Regions from separate parts of the Gossypium hirsutum genome. Here all the other regions are linked to region 2. A link is a contact called in public Hi-C data. All regions are on one chromosome and are shown on one strand. The core of a region is the stretch at or near the end of the contact, and the rest is flanking DNA. Distances in the headings are between cores, read along the strand shown. Region 1 holds the start of LOC107931696 (thylakoid lumenal protein TL20.3, chloroplastic). Region 2 holds the start of LOC107931702 (ubiquitin-conjugating enzyme E2-23 kDa). Region 3 holds the start of LOC107931703 (F-box/LRR-repeat protein 13).

Region 1 (3,402 bases), core at 401-2,900, 250 kb after region 2:
AAAAAAGTCCACTAAATTATTCTTTTATTTTTATTTATACTAATAAATTATTGACACTAAAAATAATTTTTTACTTAAAATTATCTTTAAATTAATTAATTTTAAAATATAATAATTTTAATAAATAATCCAGCACGACCAAATCTAATAATGATAAAACAAATTTATTGTAATAGAGACTAGAGAGGCAGGCTTGTTGCTACACATCTTCTGCCCGATAAATTATATAGGCATAATTTACTGTTTAATTCTTAAAGTATATTTAATTTTTCACTTTGGTACTGAAACATTTGTTTTCTAATTTGGTACCTTAAGTATCAATTTTCTCTATTTTTGGTCAATTTTGTAAGGGCCTTTAAGAAAAATCTATTAACCCACTTTGGCCAATGGAAAAGTACAATGTGACTTATTTTGACAAATGAAAAAATACCACATGACAATTAAATTTTTTTAAAAATAAAAATATTAAATTTTATTGATAACAAATATAACAATATACACCACGTTTCCTTTTTTAATATTATATATATTATATTGATAAAAATTGTAAAAATTTATATTAATATATAAAAATTTTAAGAAAATATTTTTTATAAAATTCTAAAATATATAATTATAAATTTTAAAAATTAAAAATAATATATAAAAATTAATTTTTTATGAAAATTAAAAATGTATTTAAATTTCAAGTAATTGCAAAAGAAAAAAAACTTGAAATTTAAATACTTTATAGAATTTTATAAAAGAATTTTATTTTCAAACTTTTCTAAATAATTTTTACATTTTTTTACATTTTTTGTAATATATTATTAATTTCAACTAATTTCTTTTTAATTATCGTATTTTTTGTAAATTTTATTTTTATAATTTTTTATAATTTATATTTTTTTCTAGATTATATATATTTTCCTAATTGTTATATATTTATTTTTGTTTCATGTTTTTTAATGAGTATATATGTTTAATGAAAGAAACTATTTATTTTTTTACATAAAATCTCCACTTTGTGATTGGTCATTAGATTCTTTTTAACGTCTGTCAAAAAATGAATTAAAAAATATAACGAAAGCATATCTTAGATTCAAATTGAGAAGTGATTGATATTTTAAATATCAATTAGTAATAAAAAAAATTTAGATATCAAAATAGAAAATTGAGTATAATTCAAAGTCCAAATTGTAAAGTAAGCCAATTATATAATGTGAAGGATCCATTTAAAAACCTGAACTGAAGGTCCACACTGATCCACTATATGATAACAGGATTTTCCATCAATTTGTTAGTTATAGAGTTTTTTTTTTTTGTTAAAATATAGCATAAGGACCTTAACTCTTTATAAATTTTAGAATTCAGTCTTTTTATTTTTTAGATTTTAATTAATACAATTAAAATTATTTTGTCAAATTTTAGTTTATTACAAAGTCATCTTTTTAGTTATATGACTATGAAGTAAGGTTTTTTATTTTCAAATGTCACATCAATAAATTTTTTAAAAAATATTTGTATTAATAATTGAACTTAAATTTTAAAAATTTTAAAAAATAAAGAGATTAAATTTGTAAAAGTAAAGATATAAGGATTAAGTTGTAAATTTGTGTAACCAGTTCCCCACCTTCGTTGAATATGATAATCGAGTAAAAATTCAAATTCATGATATTTTTTTCAGGAAGAAAATATTAAACTTTAAAATTCCCCCAGAATAAACAGATGGAAAGGCAACATCCAATGAAAAACAAGCAAGAGACGTGTGTTAATCCCAACCAGTCCCGTTACTGCAAAAACAAGTGGATAAAATTGGAGCAAACATTTTAATATCAAAACTGCCACTATGCCCATCTGAACCAGCTTCCTCTTCTTCGTAACAACAAGAAACCAAACCACTACCTGTAAATGGCAGTGCCTTCACTCTCCTCTTTATCCATCAACCCTCTAATTAGTATTTCTTCTTCTTCTTCTTCTTCAAAAGCTTCATCCCGCCATCTTCCCTCATTCTCAAAACGTTTTGGCGTCTATTGCCAGGTTAATAATTCAGAAATCAAAGCTCGAATTAGCGGTGAGTAAATGATATCTTGATTCTGCTTGTTCGTTTCATCAATTATTATTATTATTATTATTATTATTATTATTATCATTTTTAGGTACTCAATTTTAACATAGTTTTCCTTTGAAAAAGGAAGATTGTTCCAACAATACGTATGAAGTTAGGGATGCTAAGTTTAAGATCTGGAAACCCTTGCTTTCAACAGCATTGGCAGCAGCCATAGTTGTTTTGGCTCTGATATCTCTGCTATGGCTGAACTTAATAAGTTTGAGGCAGAAACTCGTGGTGAATTTGGTATCGGATCTGCTGCACAGTTTGGTTCTGCGGATTTGAAGTGCGTTTTATTACAACATCTAAATTATATGCTCAACATCTCTGTTTTTGGTTTAGGAAGGGTTTGATTTTCTGTCTTATGTCGTGCAGAAAAGCTGTTCACGTGAACGAAAATTTCAGGTAACTTTTCAAAGTAAAGAATTTCAATTACTTCTTGGCAATCAAACTGAGGATTCACTAGTGCTCATAATCAATCCGAAATCTAAATGGTTGAAACAGAAGGGCAAACTTCACATCTGCTGATATGAGGGAATCTGATTTCAGTGGTTCAACCTTCAATGGTGCATACCTTGAGAAAGCAGTTGCATACAGAGCAAATTTCACAGGTAAATTTTCTGCCAAACGAAATTAGTTTACTTCATCCATGATAATTTGTAACACATACAAGTACACATAATGACAATTTTTTTTCCATCAAATCAAACAAAACTAAATGAAAATTATAATCTATTTGTAACTCATGAAATTATCTAGAAGCTCGAACTTGCCCAACTTTGGAGAAAAGTCTTCTCTCTTTTCCTTTTGTTTGTATCCCTGGTTGTGCTAGACCTGGAGGCGCTTCTCTTTTTACTCCTTGGGCTATTTGGTACCCTCTTTTCTGTAGTATTTGGACATTGGCTTGATAAGCTTTCAGAGTTCTGGCGAGAATTTGTGGAGAATCTTTCTGAATCACTTTGTGCTTCAAGTAAGGGATCTTCTGCATCAGACAGCTTATGACTAAATCCTTTCAGCTTAAAACTAGTTGATTCCAAGATACCCTCCTCCCTATTTGGGGAACCCCTTCCTCTATAGCCATTGGGAGAACCAGAAGTTGAATCTATTGTGTCGAGTGGAGACGTGAAGTTGGATGCTATTTCCTCTGTTAAATCCATAGCTTCATGCTCAGAAGTTTCTGATAGATCATTAAACTCCACTGAGCCTCTAACCTTTGGCATATCCCTTCCTTCTTCTGATGAAATAAGGCTAATGTTGTTACACAGGAATAATGGCGTCCCTAGATATCAAACCGTACCCGGACTCCAATTCAT
Region 2 (3,287 bases), core at 192-2,691:
TATGAAATTAGAGCTTAATTAGTTCTGACGAGAAACAGAGAAGATTTAAAAAAAAAAAAACGATATGCAGTTTGGGGATGCTACTGCAATGTTAAGTTTCTTTTCTTTTTCCAAGTATTTGTAATGATGGAAGCATCAAAGGAGCATTAAATGCAAGTTTTGTATTGAATTGAAATACGTTCTTTAAGAGAACATGCAGGTGTTCGGATGATGGATCCTGAAAACGAAATTGAAGATATTCGGGGGGGCCTCCCTTTGTCGCTTACACTTGAGTTTTTAATCAAAATTTGGGGCCCTAAAGTAAAGAATTATAGAGCAATACGGACGAGACATATGTAAGGTCTCAAAGATATTAACAAGGGAAGCTGGGAGATTTTATAGAAATATATACACTGTACGCATGTATATAATTTTATTTTTTTATTAAACCAACCATCTGGTTTGTGTATGTTGGAATTGCAAATATATTTAATTGGCTAATGAAATTGGAGGGGAAAAGTATGAGTTTCTTTTTTTGTCGGGGGATAGGTGATGATAGGTTTGTTAAGTATTATGAAACATGAAAAAATGGAAATTAAATATAATAGAATTTTTATAAAAAAAAACTGAAAGAAGAAAAGATTTGGAATTAGGATAAAGAAGTAAAATAAGGCAGCTACAACAGTAAATCAAGGTCCTACCCATGTGTTTCTGCTGAGGAAGTCAACTTCTTGCCCCCTAATTTATATTGTAGAATTATTACTGCTTTGATTATTTGCTTTTGTTTGACCGTTTCAGTTTTTTTTTTAATAGAAAAAAAAATGGTTGCAAACGCTATAACTCGAGCCCTATTATTTAAGGACAGAACGACGAAAGCTAACTCTTTCATTCTTCTATGTTAATAAGAAATTGAATTGTTATTTAACCGGAGTCAATTAATATAAGAGAATTCCGAGATGGAGAATTTTGGTTGTTGAAATTAAGAGGGCAAAAATTAATATCAATTTACCATCGATTACGCTATTTAGGATTTTGTTTCAATCAATTCAACAAGTTTTATAAAAAAAAAAGGGAAAAGAGAAATTAATTGTGGTTGTGGGAGAGAAAACACATCTCTTTCTTTCAGGTTGAAAAGGTTCAAAGTTACCTCCACAATTTTTAAGTTTTTAGCGTGGGATCATCCAATAGTTTCAAGATCTTTCTTCTATTTTTTAACCATAACTGTAGATTTAACATGGATCCCATGAAACCCCACTTTAGATGTTATTGTGCATTTCATAATACAATGTATCACAATATATACAAATTATATAGATAGAGATGACGATTCATTTTATAATACCACATATTATATAATAAGTATATAAATTCCATAAACCATATTAATAGCTTTTTATGCATCTATTCATCCATAACACATACATCATGTTTGGTTGGGGGGCTTAAGAATAGATTCCAGCCCAATTCGGCGGGCCCATCACCAAACATTAGTTTGGTTGCTGTAATGCTATTACAGCCAGAATCTATTCAGGGCGTATTACAGGGAAAATGTTGAATAGCCATTCCGTTCCCTCACCACTGAATAGCCATTCGTTCCCATATGAAGTAAAAAGTTTTCCCCCTTTTCAATTTTTGCCCTCACCTCTAACAGAGAATGAAGCAACACTGGAACCATCATCTTCTCCCTCAGTTCACAGGTAACTTTCTTTTTTCCTCATCTCTATGTTTCCCTTTTTCCCTTTGATTGCAGAAAATACCTAGGTCAATCTATTCTTCGTTCCTTCTTTTTTTTTTCTTTACCTTTTAAACCAATAAAACCCTTTGGTTGCAGAGTTGCAACACTTTTTTTTAGCTTTTTCACTGCATTTTTGATTTCCCCTATATGAACTTTTTGGTAGTTAGAGTCATCAAAAAGGAATCAAGAGATATCGGAATGGGGAAATCTGGGACTTCGAGCACGAAGTGGTGGTGGCAGCGTCGACGGTAATTTCACTCCCTCCCTTTGAATTTTTTCTATTTATTGTTATTTTTAAGCTTAGGGTTCTCATCTTTATTTTTCTTAGTTGGAAGCCAAAGACAATAAACTTTTCATGCATTTAACAGAAATAGTTTCATATTCGAATAATTAAAGCACGAAGATTAACATTTGTGAAGAAAAAAAAACAAAGGCAGTATTTTGTTTTTATTGGCAGCATGATTATGTGAAAATGCTGAAGTTGTCTCTTCATTAGAAACTTCTAAAGAACTAGTGAAAAACAGGATTAGATAGTGCATGGAATGCATTTTGATATTTGATTGTGGTTACACGAATTATCATTCATTTGGGGATCATCTCCATGAAGATTTTCCCAGCTTGTAAAAGCATGTGTGTGTTGTCCTGCTTTAAGGTCAAGATCTCGACAACCTGTTAAGCATTACAAGAAATTATTATCTGAAATATTCCCTAAGTCTCCTGTGAGTATCTACTCTTTTCTTTTTCTTCTTTTTGGATTATACATTTTGGTTATAGTGGTTTTGGTGAAATTAGAGAGGAAATCTTTGTACATATTTGGGTTTTTGGTGATGGCTATTTAAGTTAGCTTGCTTTTGAGTACTTTAATTTTTAATATGGGGATATCAATAAGGAATATTCGATCCTGCAATAGGCCAATAATGTCTGCTAGAGTTTTTCTTTTTGAATCGGCGCTAGATTGTTGTTGTGATTGTGGCTATTCAGTTGGTTACTCAGACTCACCTGTGAGTGTTGGATACAAGTATGTGTCCTGTAAGGATATGTTCAATTTTGACACAAGTTTTTCATGTATTTGGAGATTCATATCCTACACTCATATTCATGCAAAATGAAGAATTAAGCTACATAGCTGCCTAGAGTTCTCGGCTTTGACTCTAATTCCATTTGAGTACTGTAATTTCACAAATAGAATAAAAATACACTCCTCTATAGTTGGTTTTTATACTTTAAAAGAAAAAAAAGTTATTCTTTGATTGGATCTTGGAAGTAACTAGAGATTAAGCAAAATTGTTAGATGCGGTTAATTAGAAGTTCAGTTGGTGCATTTCTGAAGAGTCATTGTTCATTTTTTGTTAGTTCATGCCATTGTTTTATATGTCAATTTTCGATACATTACAGAAACTATGGCCAGGGAAACATTAGATCAAGTTATGGCAGATGCACTTTCAAAATCTGGTTTTAATCAATCTGCAGCATACATTTCATGTCTTCTTTTTGCAATGGCATTTTAAGGATGCCTTTTTTTTCTTATTCCTAGAATGCTTACAAGTTATGACTCTTTTCGTGTACCAGAATA
Region 3 (3,671 bases), core at 388-2,887, 190 kb after region 2:
ACTCTCGCCCTCCTCATATTCATCTGCCACGTGACCTTCGCTTATACATTGGCAGAACACAGCCCCACTTTCCTCCCGAAACTGTTCATTCATTTCACTAACCCGTAATTATAAGAAAAGCATCATTAATTTCAATTAAGTTTTAAAAGTATTGGTCCAGAACTTACATCTACTGCAATTTCTATGAGAGAGGGGCAATCCCCTAAGAAGGCAACCAGGTTGTAAACCGCATTTGGAGATTTTAGTGGACCATACCAAAAAACATGCGTGAGATTTTGGAATGTTTGGAATGGGATGCCTCTTGTGTAGTACTCTTTTGCGACGAACTTATTTATACCAAAGCAATATATATATATATCAGAAACAACTATATATCCAAGAATATGCAAGATTAAAACAATGTATGAAAAATAAGACGAAACAAAAGGTACCTCCACAACCGCAAAATTTAGAATCATAGTGTTCACATGCCTGATTTGATCGATCAATTCTCTAACGTGGACAGTATATGCCTCATTCATTGGTTCCTCCCTCCCTTGCAAGAGTAAAATTTGTAATACCGGACAGTTGTTCAAATAAAATTTGGTCAAGTCACCTGAGTAAACCAGGTTTCCGACAAGTGGAGCATCAACACGTAATGACCTGAACTCCCCATCATCACTATCTTCAAGACACCTAAAACTAATCAGCCTAAGATTTGGACCACTGATGTTAACATTCTTAAGCCCCTCACACATATTAATGACCAATTCCTCAAGAGGGACGCATTTACGAAGGAACAAATCCACAGTCGCATCTGCAAGTTTGCAGTGGGTGAGAACAAGAAGCTTAAGAGAAGAAAAGACTGACGCAGCAATAGGTTGACCAGGACGAGGTGGTTTAAAGTCAACAAAGCTTAAAACAAGGTGCTCCAGTATTTTACTTCGATTGGAGAAAAGAGAATCTGGCAACTGAAAGAATCTCCTTGCTAAAGAAACTGACATGAGGCCTATCGTCAGTTGACGGACGTTCTTGGAGAGTGCAAAATTGACCCATCTTTGTACATCAGGGTTAGAACGCTCGCTAACGTGGCCAACAGTGGTGAATTTTATGATCTGAGGAGATAGGAGGAGGTCTAAGCAGCGAGTAATTGGAGAATAGTCGGCTTGGTTATCGGAGAAGGGTAAACTGTGGAAATCTACGCCTTGGGTGTGCTTCCAGAGATTACTCCACCTTTTACTTAAGATGCTGGTTCGGACAACCGAGTCCATGGGCATCTTGGATAGAATGCGGGAAAGCACTGTATTAGGTAATGCACTGAGTCGGTCTCGTCTACGACTTGTTCCGGCGTTCCAATCTGAAACCTGATCCTTGGTCATTTCCAACCATTCCAGCCTTCTGTTCACAAGACGACGAAGACTAGAATCCATGACAACTTCCATCTTTGATCAACAAAATCCAACGACTACAAACTGGAAACAAAGAAAGCAAGAAGATTGTTTAATCAAGTATAAAATGGGAATCCACTCTTTCTAAAAGAAAACAAGAACAAGAATGAAAGAAAAAATAAACATGGAAAGACACTTCGGTTTTTTCTGTTTTTGGTCGATCATTTTTTCCCCTTTAATTAACTGATTAATAGCAGTTTCAGTTGACACCAGTAAATTTTATTTCCAGTTGTATAAAATCGACTTAATATACCCATAACTTAAGGTAGGAAATTGTCATTCATTAAAGAGCGAGCACGGAGCAAAGCAATCCAATGTACTGGGCTGGATTCAGTTTCCACCCAAATGGATTTAATATAAGTGAGAAACAGGGCCCAACACAATAGGCATACTGATTGTGCGGTCAATGATTTTATCAGGGAGATAGACATGGACCACTCTAATGTAACCAAAATACATTGATATGGAACTGTTGGGGAAAATAATTAGAAAGGAATATGTGAGACAAAGCAAAACACCTGATATGTAGTAGCAAACCAGAGTTCTTAAACTGGGTTGAGATCAACAGGGACGATAAAGAGATTATTGATGAGCTAGTTACCATGGAACTAAATAGAATTAGAAGCGATTGTCAAAGGCGGAGTGGGGGTTGATGAGACTCCTTTCATGAAATGTTTTTGGTGTTGGATCAAGACCAAAACAAATGGCTATTAGAAAATCGTTATAGGATACTAAATCGGATATGAAGTTGATAAAGAAGTCAAAGGTTGATGAGGTTAAATCTGGTGTTTGATTTTTTTTATTTTTTATTTTGTAGGAACTTAGAAAACAGATCAAGAAATCACAGCAAAGTCTTGAGCTAGAAGCTACTGTAACTTGCTGAACAAACAAGGAAATCGACTTAAATTGTAACAAGAACAGATTACTCAATAAGAACCAAAACAAGAAGAGAATTCTGGTGAATGATTCATCATCTCATTTCTGAAACAAAGCATTACATATATCAAGTAATCAACTTGTCAAAAAGATGAAAATATTGCCTAAACACACCTAACTCCACTAACAAAGTCTTGAAACGTACAAAACTTTGCTTACACACTTGGTTAAGATGATTTATCAAATCTATCAGCACCAAATTGCATCAAATCCCTTACATACTTAGTTCTAGTGTAACTAAGTAGCAAAAACATCAACTAAAAAGTAACAAAACAGCAACATATTCTTCAGCTGCAACTTGCATGGCTCGAACTGCTATGGTCTGCATGAAAGCCATCTTTTAACATTCCTTCTTGGCTTCCATGCTGCAAACTCCTAATCTAGCTCTCAAATTCTCGAACCTTGGTACACCAAGAGGTTTTATGAATATATCAGCTAACTGATCTTCAAAACTGCAATGAACCAATTTGATTTCTTGAGATTATTCCACTTCTTTAACAAAATGAAACTTGATCTTAAAATATTTTGTTTTGCGATGAAATACTGGATTCTTTGCAATTGCAACAGCAGATTGATTATCACTTCTGATCTCTATTGCTTCTCTTTGATGTAAGTTCATATCTGCCATTAGCTTTCTTAACCAAATTTCTTGATTAACAGCTGATGCAGCTGCAACATATTTAGCTTCAGCTGTTAATTGAGCAACAATGGATTGTTTCTTTGAACTCCAACAAAAAACAGCTAATCCAAGGGTAAACAGATACCCTGAAGTGCTTTTCATATCATCAGTTGATCCTGCCCAATCACTATTAGTAAAACCAACAAGCTTTATTGTGTCAACCTTGGTGAACATAATTCCAAAGCTCAGAGTTCCTTTGATGTACCTGAGAACTCTCTTTGCAGCTTGAAAATGGTTCACATTGCAATAGTGCATGAACCTGGATAGGAGACTGACTACAAACATTATGTCTGGTCTTGTGGCTGTTAAGTAGAACAAACATCCCACTAAGCTCCTATAGGTAGATTTATTAACCTTATCAAAACCACCTTAGCTAGATAGCTTTCCTTCAACAACAACTGGAGTAATGGTTGCTTTGCAATTTTGCATGAAAAATCTGTTTAAAATTTTTAAGGCAAATGCCTTTTGGCTTATGAAAATCCCTTGCTGAGTCTAAAATAACTCCATCCCAAGGAAATAGGACATTTCACCCAAATTAGACATTTCAAGCATACTCATCATTTTGTCTTTGAAATCTATCAGCATAGCATCATTTGATCCCAAGTACTTCAGCAAAAACTTCTCGGTTA

Evidence for each region. Hi-C and Micro-C count contacts between places; a contact is called where the count stands out from the background.
Region 1: a Hi-C map of leaf shows a contact between it and region 2, with 2.7 times the contacts expected there. The contact joins the promoter of LOC107931696 here to the promoter of LOC107931702 in region 2. A contact is called at or near these places in 8 of 34 Hi-C or Micro-C datasets (leaf, petal and seedling).
Region 3: a Hi-C map of leaf shows a contact between it and region 2, with 6 times the contacts expected there. The contact joins the promoter of LOC107931703 here to the promoter of LOC107931702 in region 2. A contact is called at or near these places in 13 of 34 Hi-C or Micro-C datasets (anther, callus, leaf and 1 more).

Annotation. Positions count from the first base shown.
Region 1 is chrA08:115,751,387-115,754,788 of Gossypium_hirsutum_v2.1, forward strand. It overlaps LOC107931696 (thylakoid lumenal protein TL20.3, chloroplastic), which reads left to right and starts at 1,651. Exons shown (of 7, transcript XM_016863635.2): 1 at 1,651-2,053; 2 at 2,178-2,375; 3 at 2,465-2,494; 4 at 2,594-2,700. The coding sequence starts at 2,290.
Region 2 is chrA08:115,505,360-115,508,646 of Gossypium_hirsutum_v2.1, forward strand. LOC107931702 (ubiquitin-conjugating enzyme E2-23 kDa) reads left to right here and starts at 1,442. Exons shown (of 3, transcript XR_001693293.2): 1 at 1,442-1,676; 2 at 1,878-1,962; 3 at 3,284-3,287. It overlaps LOC107931735, which reads right to left and starts at 340. Exons shown (of 4, transcript XM_016863669.2): 1 at 1-340.
Region 3 is chrA08:115,695,812-115,699,482 of Gossypium_hirsutum_v2.1, forward strand. LOC107931703 (F-box/LRR-repeat protein 13) reads right to left here and starts at 1,638. Exons shown (of 4, transcript XM_016863639.2): 1 at 432-1,638; 2 at 168-326; 3 at 1-81. The coding sequence starts at 1,421.